Regions from separate parts of the Mus musculus genome. Here region 2 is linked to region 1. A link is a contact called in public Hi-C data. All regions are on one chromosome and are shown on one strand. The core of a region is the stretch at or near the end of the contact, and the rest is flanking DNA. Distances in the headings are between cores, read along the strand shown. Region 1 overlaps Ptprn2 (protein tyrosine phosphatase, receptor type, N polypeptide 2). Region 2 overlaps Ptprn2 (protein tyrosine phosphatase, receptor type, N polypeptide 2).

What was found. Hi-C and Micro-C count contacts between places; a contact is called where the count stands out from the background.
Region 2: a contact with region 1 is called in a Hi-C map of the N1E-115 cell line, with 2.2 times the contacts expected there. The contact joins two enhancer-like sites. A contact is called at or near these places in 2 of 484 Hi-C or Micro-C datasets (the N1E-115 cell line and nephron progenitors) and 3 of 115 datasets of contacts at active chromatin or transcription factors (embryonic stem cells and extraembryonic endoderm stem cells).

What each region holds. Positions count from the first base shown.
Region 1 is chr12:117,051,293-117,056,578 of GRCm38.p6, forward strand. The region is part of intron 12 of Ptprn2 (protein tyrosine phosphatase, receptor type, N polypeptide 2); the gene reads left to right. Among named protein-coding and RNA genes, the nearest start is that of Gm10421, 97 kb to the right of the region's middle. Within about 2 kb of position 2,744, at least 69 of the 459 cell types and tissues checked have an H3K27ac peak or open chromatin away from gene starts, as enhancers often do. A contact at or near this core is called in the N1E-115 cell line, where this site is marked.
Region 2 is chr12:117,197,887-117,203,172 of GRCm38.p6, forward strand. The region is part of intron 14 of Ptprn2 (protein tyrosine phosphatase, receptor type, N polypeptide 2); the gene reads left to right. Among named protein-coding and RNA genes, the nearest start is that of Gm10421, 49 kb to the left of the region's middle. Within about 2 kb of position 2,400, at least 76 of the 459 cell types and tissues checked have an H3K27ac peak or open chromatin away from gene starts, as enhancers often do. A contact at or near this core is called in the N1E-115 cell line, where this site is marked.

The DNA of each region.
Region 1 (5,286 bases), core at 1,494-3,993:
CGTGTGTGCACAGATGTGGAGACCAGGGGACAACTTGTGGAAATCTGTTCTCTCCAGATATGTGGATCTCAGGGATCAAACTCAGATCATCAAGATTGGTGGCAAGTGCCTTCACCCACTGAGCCACCTCACTGGCTGCACAAAGGCATGTTAATACTTTCTTTGAAAACTTGTGATTTTTTCCATATCCAAACTTTAATATACTTGGCATTGATCTACATGTGCCATGGAAGCCAAGCCCACTTTACCTTCTTTTTTCAGCATGAACTTCGAAAACATTCCTTTTCCCTAGTGACCCGTTTGTTACCCTAGCTGTCTTCCAAAGCCCCCCTTCCTAGCAGAGCAGGTGGGATCCTTGGGATATGTAATGGCCCAGCTTTGGGGGGTGGGGATCCTCTGTACTGTGGCTTCTCAAAATGTTCTGGTGACTCCTGGTCTGAGCCATGATCAACATGAGAGGCTTAAAGCTGTGTAATTCAGCATGAGAAATCTGACACGTGAAGATAATTGGACAGTTGGGGGGCTGATCAAAGGACCCACAAAAGGGTAAATCACCTCATGTGCTACCTCAAAATGACGTAAGAACAAGGGAGTGCTCTCAGACTATGGTTTGCAGAGGATAGCTAAAGGAGGGCCTTTTCTGCATCTTCTCTTGCTAGCCACGTACGTTGTACGTTCTCTAAAGCAGTAAGCCCTTTGCTTTACGTGAAATGTCCACTGCCAGGAGCAAAGAGATGATTCTCTCCCCCTTGTATGGAGAAGATAGAATTATGTGCCTGTCTCATATCTGTGACTCGTCTGCTTGTTGAAAACAGACCTTAGAAGAGAAAGAAGACATCGGCCAGGTGGGTCCTCACAGAACAACCCTCCACCATGTGTCAGGGTCCTGATGGGACCGCCACAAGTCCTCAGCGCACCACCCATGCCAAGGACAGCATTCCCCTGCAGGGTGCAAACTGCAAGTCCTTGGGCACTGAGGTCAAATTAAAAGTGAATACACTCACAGCAGGGCAAGACTAACCATAATGTATTCATTTCACATAGCACACCTTCTTTATCCATGGGATTCCAAGCTCTTCCCCTTAGGCTCCCCTTACCACCATGCTCAGCCCTTCCCTTGATATCTTGCTCTGCTGTTAATGGGCCTCCTACTCACACCATTCCTCTTCCTAGCATCTTATCTCTCCCTCTAACTCCAGCCTAGCTATTACTGCTTCTCCCACTGGCCATTTCTCCTCTACCTAATGGTGGCAGGCTAGGTCCAGGGAGCCTCATGCAGCTCTGCAGAGAGATTAGTGCACATCCTTAACAGGCAATGTTGGTGTGAACCTACAGGGCACTGTGATTACCCCCAAGACCAAATCAGCATAAGACAAGCAGCAATGGAATTCTTCCTCTGTAATTTCTTGTTTGTGAACAATTAGTTCTCTGAGGACTGTGATGACCTGCATGGGGGACTCCTGGTGCAGAGACATAGGATATAGTCACCAGGATAAAAGAGGACTGTGGTGACCTGTGTGGGGGACTCCTGGTGCAGAGACATAGGACCTAGAAAAAAACACCTGGTGGTTCTTCATCACAGGCCCTACTTATCAACAAGTTAACCTCCCTGCAACAGCCTTCAAACTGTGTGTGTTAAGCAACAACTGCTTATTATTCAGTGTAGCTTTCCAAAGAAAACCAGGGTATTGCAGATGTAAATATGTGTTCATTAGTTGTTCCCACAGCCACCTCAGTGAGCAATCCCCAACTGTCACATATACACGCATGGCCATACCTCCCAAGGGACCCATAGCCAGTGACAAGGAAGAACAGAGCTTAGAGAGAGGCATGCTAGGATCCCTTTGCATGAGGGGAGTTCGGTGTGGCCCATGTGCTAGAGAAGGTGGCAAAGACACCAAGCCAGGGAGTCCATATGCAGGCGCTGAAGGCCATCCAAGGAAGCCGTGCAAGGCCCTAGTGGCCACCATTGCGCTGTTTCCTTGTAATTATACACACCTCGTGTGCTTGCTTTTGAAGACATTAATTGCATGATTAGTTTTATGATTTCTTCTGATTACCAATTAAGTTACCTTTCTTATTTCATACATACCATTAGACCGTACAGTGGTGCTTTTTTAATTTCTCACTTAGCAGGGGTTCTCACACATCTGAAGGCTACATTACCCTCTCAATAAACAGAGAGGGTTTAATTTTCTGTGCAAGTATTGGTGTGGACTTGGCAGGATGATGTTTCAGATTTTATGCTATCAAGAGTGACATTTAATTTTATAGGGGGGTGGAAATCTTGGTTGTCACTGTCACAGCAATGTTCACAGAGCATGAGCTGAGAAACGTGTAGAGACCAGAGCCCGTGGTCCCACACTCCTGGCCTGCGTACAGTTGTCATGTTTCCTTTCTCTGAGGAGTCCATCTCTAGTCCTTCTCCCTTTATTTGCATTGGTTAATATGTCTGATTCTCCTAAGCTAGGCCCACAAAGGCCTTTGTGCAGGGCACTCTCCTGAGGTTGGTACATTCAGGCAGGCGTCTGTACAAACTGTTTTCCTTACACACGATTCGCACAGGAGTTTGTGCAGTGAATTCTCCTCCTCGGCGGGGTTGAGAAGGTGAGAAGCTGCAGCTGTACGGCATAGAGTGAGCGCCCCACATCGCCTGCAAAGAAAAATCCAAATGTAATCAACAGACGGTCAGGTGGAGGAGACTAATTGGATTGCTCTGAAATGACTCCATAAACCGGGAATGTGTGGGTGGAGGCAGGGTTTACCCATGTGATTCAGCGGTCCCGATTCACAGCGGCACACACAAAGGGGCTGCGAAAATGCTGTTTATAATATTGTGTATGGGTTGGAGACCCGCAGGTTGATTTAAAATGTATGTATAGTTCCAGGGCTCTGACAGCCAGGCCGCCCTGGAGGGGGAGCCGCTGGGAGGTCTAAGATACTTTTAATTGGATGTGGCTATAGAAAGAGAAAGTTCCAATTTCGATGTTGATCCTTGAAGTATTAGCTCGACAAAGCTTTGCATTGTGGTGCACAGAGAAAGGAAGGAGGACGAAAGGGGTGGGGGACACACTGTCCCTGCAGTACCATATGCTCTTCTGCGGGCCCACGAGGGCTACACACTTTCCTAGGGAAAAGTGAAAACCTGGGATGTTCCCACCACACACAGGGAGGGTACCCTAGTACCTCAACGCTATGATTTTTTTTCATAAATTGTACAAAAAATCATCACAGGGTTCCTGGGCACTCTTTATTTACCCCAGGCATGGGTGTTTAGCCACTCTGGCTCTTTCTAAATTCTGCTCCTTGTATTGTCTCTGCTCCTGAATTATGTATGAGCCTGAGTCTGTCAGTCCCTGAGCACAAAGACCACACTGGGCCTCTGGCACCCCTCAGTCTCAGTAATTACTGCTCCTTAAGGGCCAGTGTCCCTGCCCCAGTGTATTTTTGTGTATTTTTTAAAGACTAATTTAGGATTTCTTTAGGGGAGTTTTTCAGAGTCATCGTGTGTGGGGTGGGAGTGGGGAGGGCTCATTACCAGTGTTTCATGTAAGCCAAAATACAATATTATAAGTTAAAATTTAAAACTATTAAGAACAACAACAACAATAACAACAACAACAAAAAAAAGAGTTGGTAACATGAGTGGGTGCTGAAGAAGACCCACAGTGTAGTGCTCTGACTTCCCATCAAGCCCTCGGGTGGGGGTGGGCAGCTTGATCGGCTTGCCATCAGCTTCACCGTGGGCAGGGGGAAGGCGTGAAGGCAGGTGCCAGGGGTCCCACTCCAGGAGCTAGCTCTCCAACACCCGAATCTCTGTCCTGCAAGCATGTTGGTGTCAGTGGCCAATAGTGCTTGTGATGTTCCCTAGTAGCACATGGGAGGGACCTCCATGTAGGGTGGGCTCAACCAGCAAGGTCAGTTAGGAGGAGCAGTAGTTCCCCCTCACTCACACATGTCACCGGGAGACCCAAGCAGGCTGTGTACTGAGCCAGGGGCCTTTACCAGGGAACTTCCAGATGCTTGCCCTGGCTGCTCCCAGGAGAGTCCTGGTCTAGTGCTTCATTGGAAGGAAAACTGCTGGTTCCCAGTGGGGCCTGTGATGGGGACTTCTTCCAGGATCCGTGGTCTTTGGATGTGAATATCACTGCCAACAGTGTTCCTTCTAGCAGCTGCTTCCCAAGCTGGAACTCGGAGGGGCAAGGTGACTCTGGGCACACGGGAGTGGAGCATGGCCCCCTCTTTCAGTCCTTCGGAGCCAGGTGGTTCCACCTAGAACACTTGTTTATCCTGATCACTGCAGTTCTTATTTAGTGTACTGTGATGGGAGGGATAAACCATCACACCTTGCCTTCCCATTGGCTCGTCACATCAATACCCTTAAGTTCTACGTCAGACGATGCTCTACGGGGTCCATCTGTACAGTGTTCCTTCTGCAATTTGCTGTGCAAGCCAGGTGTCATTGGGTGGAAACTATGCCGAAGGGCAAGCAAGCATCCTACCACTGCCCCCATTCTTCTGACCTCGTGGTTGGTTCTTGGGCTGCGTCTTGTCCTCGTCTACACAGTTCTGACTGCCCCACCTCCACTGTTTCCGGCCCTTCCCTCATTATTTTCGAAGAGCTGAGCGAGTCAGGCTGATATGGCCACTGGTTCTGCTCTGTTGCCCCCAGTGTGGATTTTAACTCTGCTTTTGTAGCTTTAATTTCCTTACTCTTTCTTCATCTCCCCCAGTTCCTGCTCTTTGCCTTCATAACTTGATAACAGCCTAGCTTTTATTAAGCTGCTGTTTCTCATCGCACTGTGTCTTGGCTCCCACATTACTAACTCTGTCCCTGCGCCTTCTTTGGGCCGCGCAGGCAGCCAACCTCTTCTGGCCGTGTTTGTGAATATGTTCGCGAGGCTATTGCTTCAAAGCATGGGATACTGTGGCCTTTCCTGCCTTACAAATAGTCTCCCCAGATGCCCAGTAGATGGTTTTTAATCTTTTCTCTTTACTCAAGTCAAGAAGCCCCACACAGCTTCTTATTCTGACACAAGATGAGAAATGTGTTAGTCCCCTGGCTCAGGTCCCTGTCCACTCCTCTGTCAGAAGGATTCTCTTCCAGACACATGGCTCATGCATGGAGCAGGGAGATGGTTGATGCGCTCAGCCGAGGACAATCCCTGGATTCTGATGTATGTTTTAGACAGCTTTAGTGAAGTATAATTGATCTGTGATAAAATAGCCAATTAGATGCATTTAAAATATATTACATTTTCAACTAACTCATGGGGGTGGGCCATG
Region 2 (5,286 bases), core at 1,150-3,649, 150 kb after region 1:
GTAATTTCTTCTAAAATTCTCCGTGTTTTCAATGTGTGGAGATAACTACATCTTTGGAGCAGCGCAGTAGCTTAGTGGTAATTATTTATTTGACAAATGGCTATTTCAGGACTTTCAAAAAGCAGAAGTCAGTAGAAATATAAAATTGGATTAAAATTCCTTTAGACTTGTTTTTAACCAGAGTAGCTGCAGACTAGCATTAAATGCTACCACTCTGTCAACTGGATTGTTTCTTGTTTTTTTGTTTTTTTTTCCTTTTAAATTGTCTGTATACCAAAATTACAAGGAGAGAAACATACAAAGGATATTTGGTGAAGGCAGGCGGTCTGGGTAAATAGCGTTCCTTTCATTAGCGTATTTCCCTTATTAACTGTGTAATTAATTGTACATAGCTAAGGGAAGCCGTGGAAATTGAGTTTCGAGATGTATCAAAGCTGACTTTGGCTTCACACTTCCATACAATTTATCATTAATGAGGCCCGAGACGGAGGCCCACAATCTATAATTATTACTTACATTTGAATGACAAGCAAAGAATTTTATCAGTAGAGTTTTAAATGAAAAGGGATTAGCAGTCAGTGTCGAAATTGTTAATCTTTTTTTATGAAAATAATTTTGGAGAATATATTTTAGTGCAGAGAGAAACTCAGGGGAAGCGTTCCCCATTAAAATGGCCATTTTCTGATACTCCATGTGAATTTGTCTACATTTGACAGCAGGGTGCAAATATTTTTGAGAGTGAATGAATATTTTATGGGGTAAAGATCTACTCATGCATTCTGGGAATGGATTATGCAATATTCCCACATACTCCAGCTAGAGTGAGTCTATAAGCCAGCCAGAGGGAAAGGCTGAGGCTGAAAAAAATTAACAGATGTGCAGATATTTTTTTAAAAAATGAACATTTAACTGTTTACTATCACAGATATCTGCCTTTATCCCCTTCTCGTGGCTCATTGGAGTGTAGATAATGAACAGTAAATACTGATGGCGAAGGCTGTTTTGTGAGAAGCTGGGACCTATTGTCTGACCACTGCCAAACAGCATCTTCCTCTCCAGAGTGGATGAGGTAGGACTTCAGGAAGGTTTCTGAACCATGTGACCAGCATTTGAGCACACTCAATCAGAAACCCACGAGCTATCTCCTGCTCCTGGGACTGGAAGGAGCCTGAGCCTTTGTTATTCGAAGGTATTTATCGATTGCACAGAAAGTGCCAGGTCCCCTACCAGGGGGTCTCCCACGAAGGACAGTAAGGAGAGAGATTTATCTTATAGGAGCCCCAAAACGCCATCCATTGTTCATTTTTTGTTGAATCATGGGTGCTAAGGTCTATGTCTGTAACCCAGTGTGGGTGGAGACTCATGAGTGAGAGAGAAAGGGGGTGTTGTGGAGGCCTGTAGTGGTCAGTCCCCCAGGTAAATCCACACATGCCGTACTTGCCTGCTTGAGAGGTGATTGACAGGCTAGGTTGGTGCAGATCTGGAGTTCTGCTGGGCTCTTTAGGAAGTTCTGTGTCACCTCACAGTTAGGTGCCCCAGGAGGCTGATAGGTGCCACTGTGTGATGTACACGTAGGATGTTTCCCCGAATCTGCTATCCTAGTCTGAATAGATCTCACTGGCTGGAGCCCCTCAGCCTCCTGTGTATGAATCTTTCATAAAATATACTGTGTCCTCTGGCAGCACTGCAGAGATCATTTAATGACTGGAACCCAGGTGGTCCAAGGGGCAATGCAGCGTCCCCACACTCCAGAAAGAGTCCACTTGCCAGGACTGTGACTGTTAGGATGCGTCATGCATTGTGAGGCCTGTTAGAGTTAAGTACTATATGTGCCTCAAGAATCACCTTATCTGTGGACAGACATATCCAGTGCTCCATGTTGCCGAGCCTGTTCTCACACTCCAAGCCCTCGATGGAGTCACTGGCTGTTAATTTTTGGTGCCACTTTGAGTTCACTTACCTCTGAGGAGGTTTCCCACAGCTCAAGAGAGCTATTAACTAATGTCCAAACACTGGCCTATGTAACAAAAGCCTGAAGACTTTTAGAAACCTCAAGGTCATTGATAAAAATTGTTTGATTTGTTTCCCCCCCCCCCCCCGCCCCCAGACTTTGACCTTATTTCATCGAAACCTTGTTAGATCAAAGCAAAAGAACTGTTTATTTCTGGGATAGAGTTTAAACTCAAGTGTTTTGCAACATAATGCTTGCCTAAATGTGAGGAAACGAGGAAGGTAGGGCGGCACAGAATGGGTTAAATGGACTGAGGTCTTCTGGTGCTTTCTGCACCTGGGTTCACAGCACCCCTGCCCATCTCTCTGCTCCTCTCACGCAGAGCTCAGCCAGTGCAGAGGGATCCAGGAAGCAGCAGGAGTCCCGGCTTATGTAATCAGTCTGCCCCGTGCAGAATGACCTTTCAGAAGCTCTGTCATCGGATGCCTCTGTTACTGCAGATGCAATGGCTTCCCCCTCGTTCTTAAAATAAACTTCTGGCTCCTTGCCACAGCCAAGCTTCTGAATGACCAGGCTGGCAGCTCCACTCTGCCTCTCTCTCCCTCCCAGCCATCTCCTCTCCGGAATGTTCCAAACCCGTTCTTTCTTCGGACTAGGAGCTTTGCTGTCCCCCACCCCTATAGCATTCCAACCTTTACATTTCTAGGTCCTTCCTATTTAACCCAGAGCCAATCCAAGACAATAAACCTTGTGCCTATCTTAACTGAACCCTCACACCTTTGAGTTTGTATCTTTGTCCCTTGGTAATCATGAGCCGCCGTTTTGTTAATTACCTCTATCAGTGTCCTGGGACTCTCCGCTAAGGGAATCTACCCTTCAGATCTGTGCTTTCACAAGCTGAGGGTCGGGCTCCAGCAGAACCTGCAGTACTCAGACTCATAGGACCTGCTGATCAAACTAGCTGGATAAGAGTAACTGACAGCCAATAGGAGGGCGGAGACAGCCAGAACAACCAGCCTTAACTGGTTGTAGCTCCTGTGCTGCAGGCCCAGCTTGCCAGACAAACTGCCTTGCCCTGACTGTAAATATTAATAGTTCTGCACTGTAGGAAAAGGTGGTACAATACCCTTATTTTCATTTCTTATTCATCATTGTATTTTACCAATGTTCACATAACCTTAATTTTTAAGATGTTAAATAAGATAATGAGATTTATAAAATTGTCCATTTAGAAATCTTTGAACACCTTTGAGAACAACAAACAGCCTGATCGTGGAAACATGCAGAGATTGTCGGTCCTCACTGAAGCAACACCAGACCCTATAGTCTTCACACTGAGACTCGGTGTGACCTGTGACCCCATTCTGTGGCATACCATATATTATACCAAACAAACAAACAAACAAACAAACATCCCAGAATGAAACAGACTGAGCTGTGTGAAGGAACAAGCCTGCCCCTGTTTTGAGTAGGGAGTAAGGACAAAGTTAATTAACCCTTTAGGCTTATTAATCAGAACACTTCTGGGGGAGACTGTGCTCGTTGGCATGCTCCATCTTGACTTTAGCTTTAACCATAAGAAACCATGGCTTTGTTTTCCTGTAAATCTGCACCATGAAATCCAGTGGAAGCTGAAAACCTACCAGTTCTCCCTGTCTTTGGATACTGGGGGGCATCTTTCAGAGCTCTGCTGATTTCTGTGTGGTACCAGGGAATGAAACTCAGAGACAAGTCCCTGGCCTAGCATACACAAAGTCCCAGGCTCCATCCCTGGCATCTAGGTCAGCCCCTCCGGCCATCTGAACATCTAGAACAGTATCATCCGTGGGACTTATAGTTCTCAACTTCATTCAGGGTTGGGAATATCAAAATCAACATTATGGAATAATGACAATGTGTTATTATTAATAGTTTCATTTTCCAGTAGACTGAGTTCTATGCATTCAAGCTTCAGTCAGGGTTCGTGTTCTAACCCAACACTCTGCAGAATTATCCTTTCATCTTTTGTCTCTCAAAGCAAGCGAAATGTGGCCATTTCAGTTTCCACTTGGAGCAAGGAGCAGGTCCACCTAGAAGCCACTCCCCACAGAACTTGGGAAGGAGGCATGTAGTTCCCTCTAGCATCATTTGAGGCCAAAGTTCTTAGGACAGAAAAGGCTTGGGGAATGGATGAGTTAGAATTTCACTATTTGGCCCATGCTAGCTCCAGATGACAAGGCCAGTCCCACCATACCTGGATACATGAAAAGGGTTACTTGAAAAATGATTTTTAATAAAACATGATTTAGCAATGCCCGTGGCTTCAGACTGACACACACTGAACTTGCCATTTCTTCTCCGTGCTGTTCTGTCGTCTTCTCTTGCTGATGAAGCTTTGTTTTCTCTGCCATGACCGAGAGTCAGCTGGGGGCTTTCCCTGCACAGCTTTCAGCTTTGAAGTATTTCTACTGCACCAAGGATTTATGATATTTTATCCCTACTGTTGGGTTGGTTTCGATAAGAGGAAGGAGGTACATTTCTTAGCTACTTGAAAAAAAAAAATCACATTGAAAACAGCTTCCATAGGTCCCTGGCCAGAGCTGGCCGGCTTTAGAAACAAAGCGTTCGGAACACAAACTTGAAAATTACCCTAGTTCGTGCTTATCTGTAAAGCCAGCTCTTAGCCACGTAGGAGGCTTCTGCTGACCAGCTTCATCTGCTCTGCCACTCCCCGGGTCACTAGGATAAGAGAAGCTTGGCATTTCTCTGTGGTTGCCTGGTTCTTATAAACATTCCACGAAAGCAATCTCTAGGCTGCAGTCGGAAGAAAAGAGCTCCCCAAAGGGCTTCTACTCCTCTCATTTCTTTTAATCCCACTCCTCCTTCTCAGGCTTTGTATGGAGAATCCAGAGACTGAATTTTAGAATGGTGTGTCTCTTTTCATTCTCAGGATCCTGGCGAGGACACACCCTCACAATCTTAGGCCTCATGGGGTCCTGCATGTTGTAGTGGGTGCGTATTTACACCACAGCAGGACAAGTTCCGGCCAACTACAAGACAACCCATCCCCATCCTGTCAAAAGCAGAAGCAGCACATGGCAGGCAGGACAGGCATTCTGGGAACAAGATGGGCAGGGAGGTCATCCGTACCCTTGGTGCTGCTCTGCCTCTTCATTTTTATCGTCCTTGGCTCCTGTTCCAAGCACATCTCCTCCCTTCTGTCCACTTGACTCCCTCCTTCCCTGGCTTTCCCACATCGCTTTGAATTTCTAATTTTGAATATTTATCATGCTTGCCACATTTTACTAACAGACAGCCTTTAGAAAATGCCAGCTGCAGATCTATAGGTCACCAGC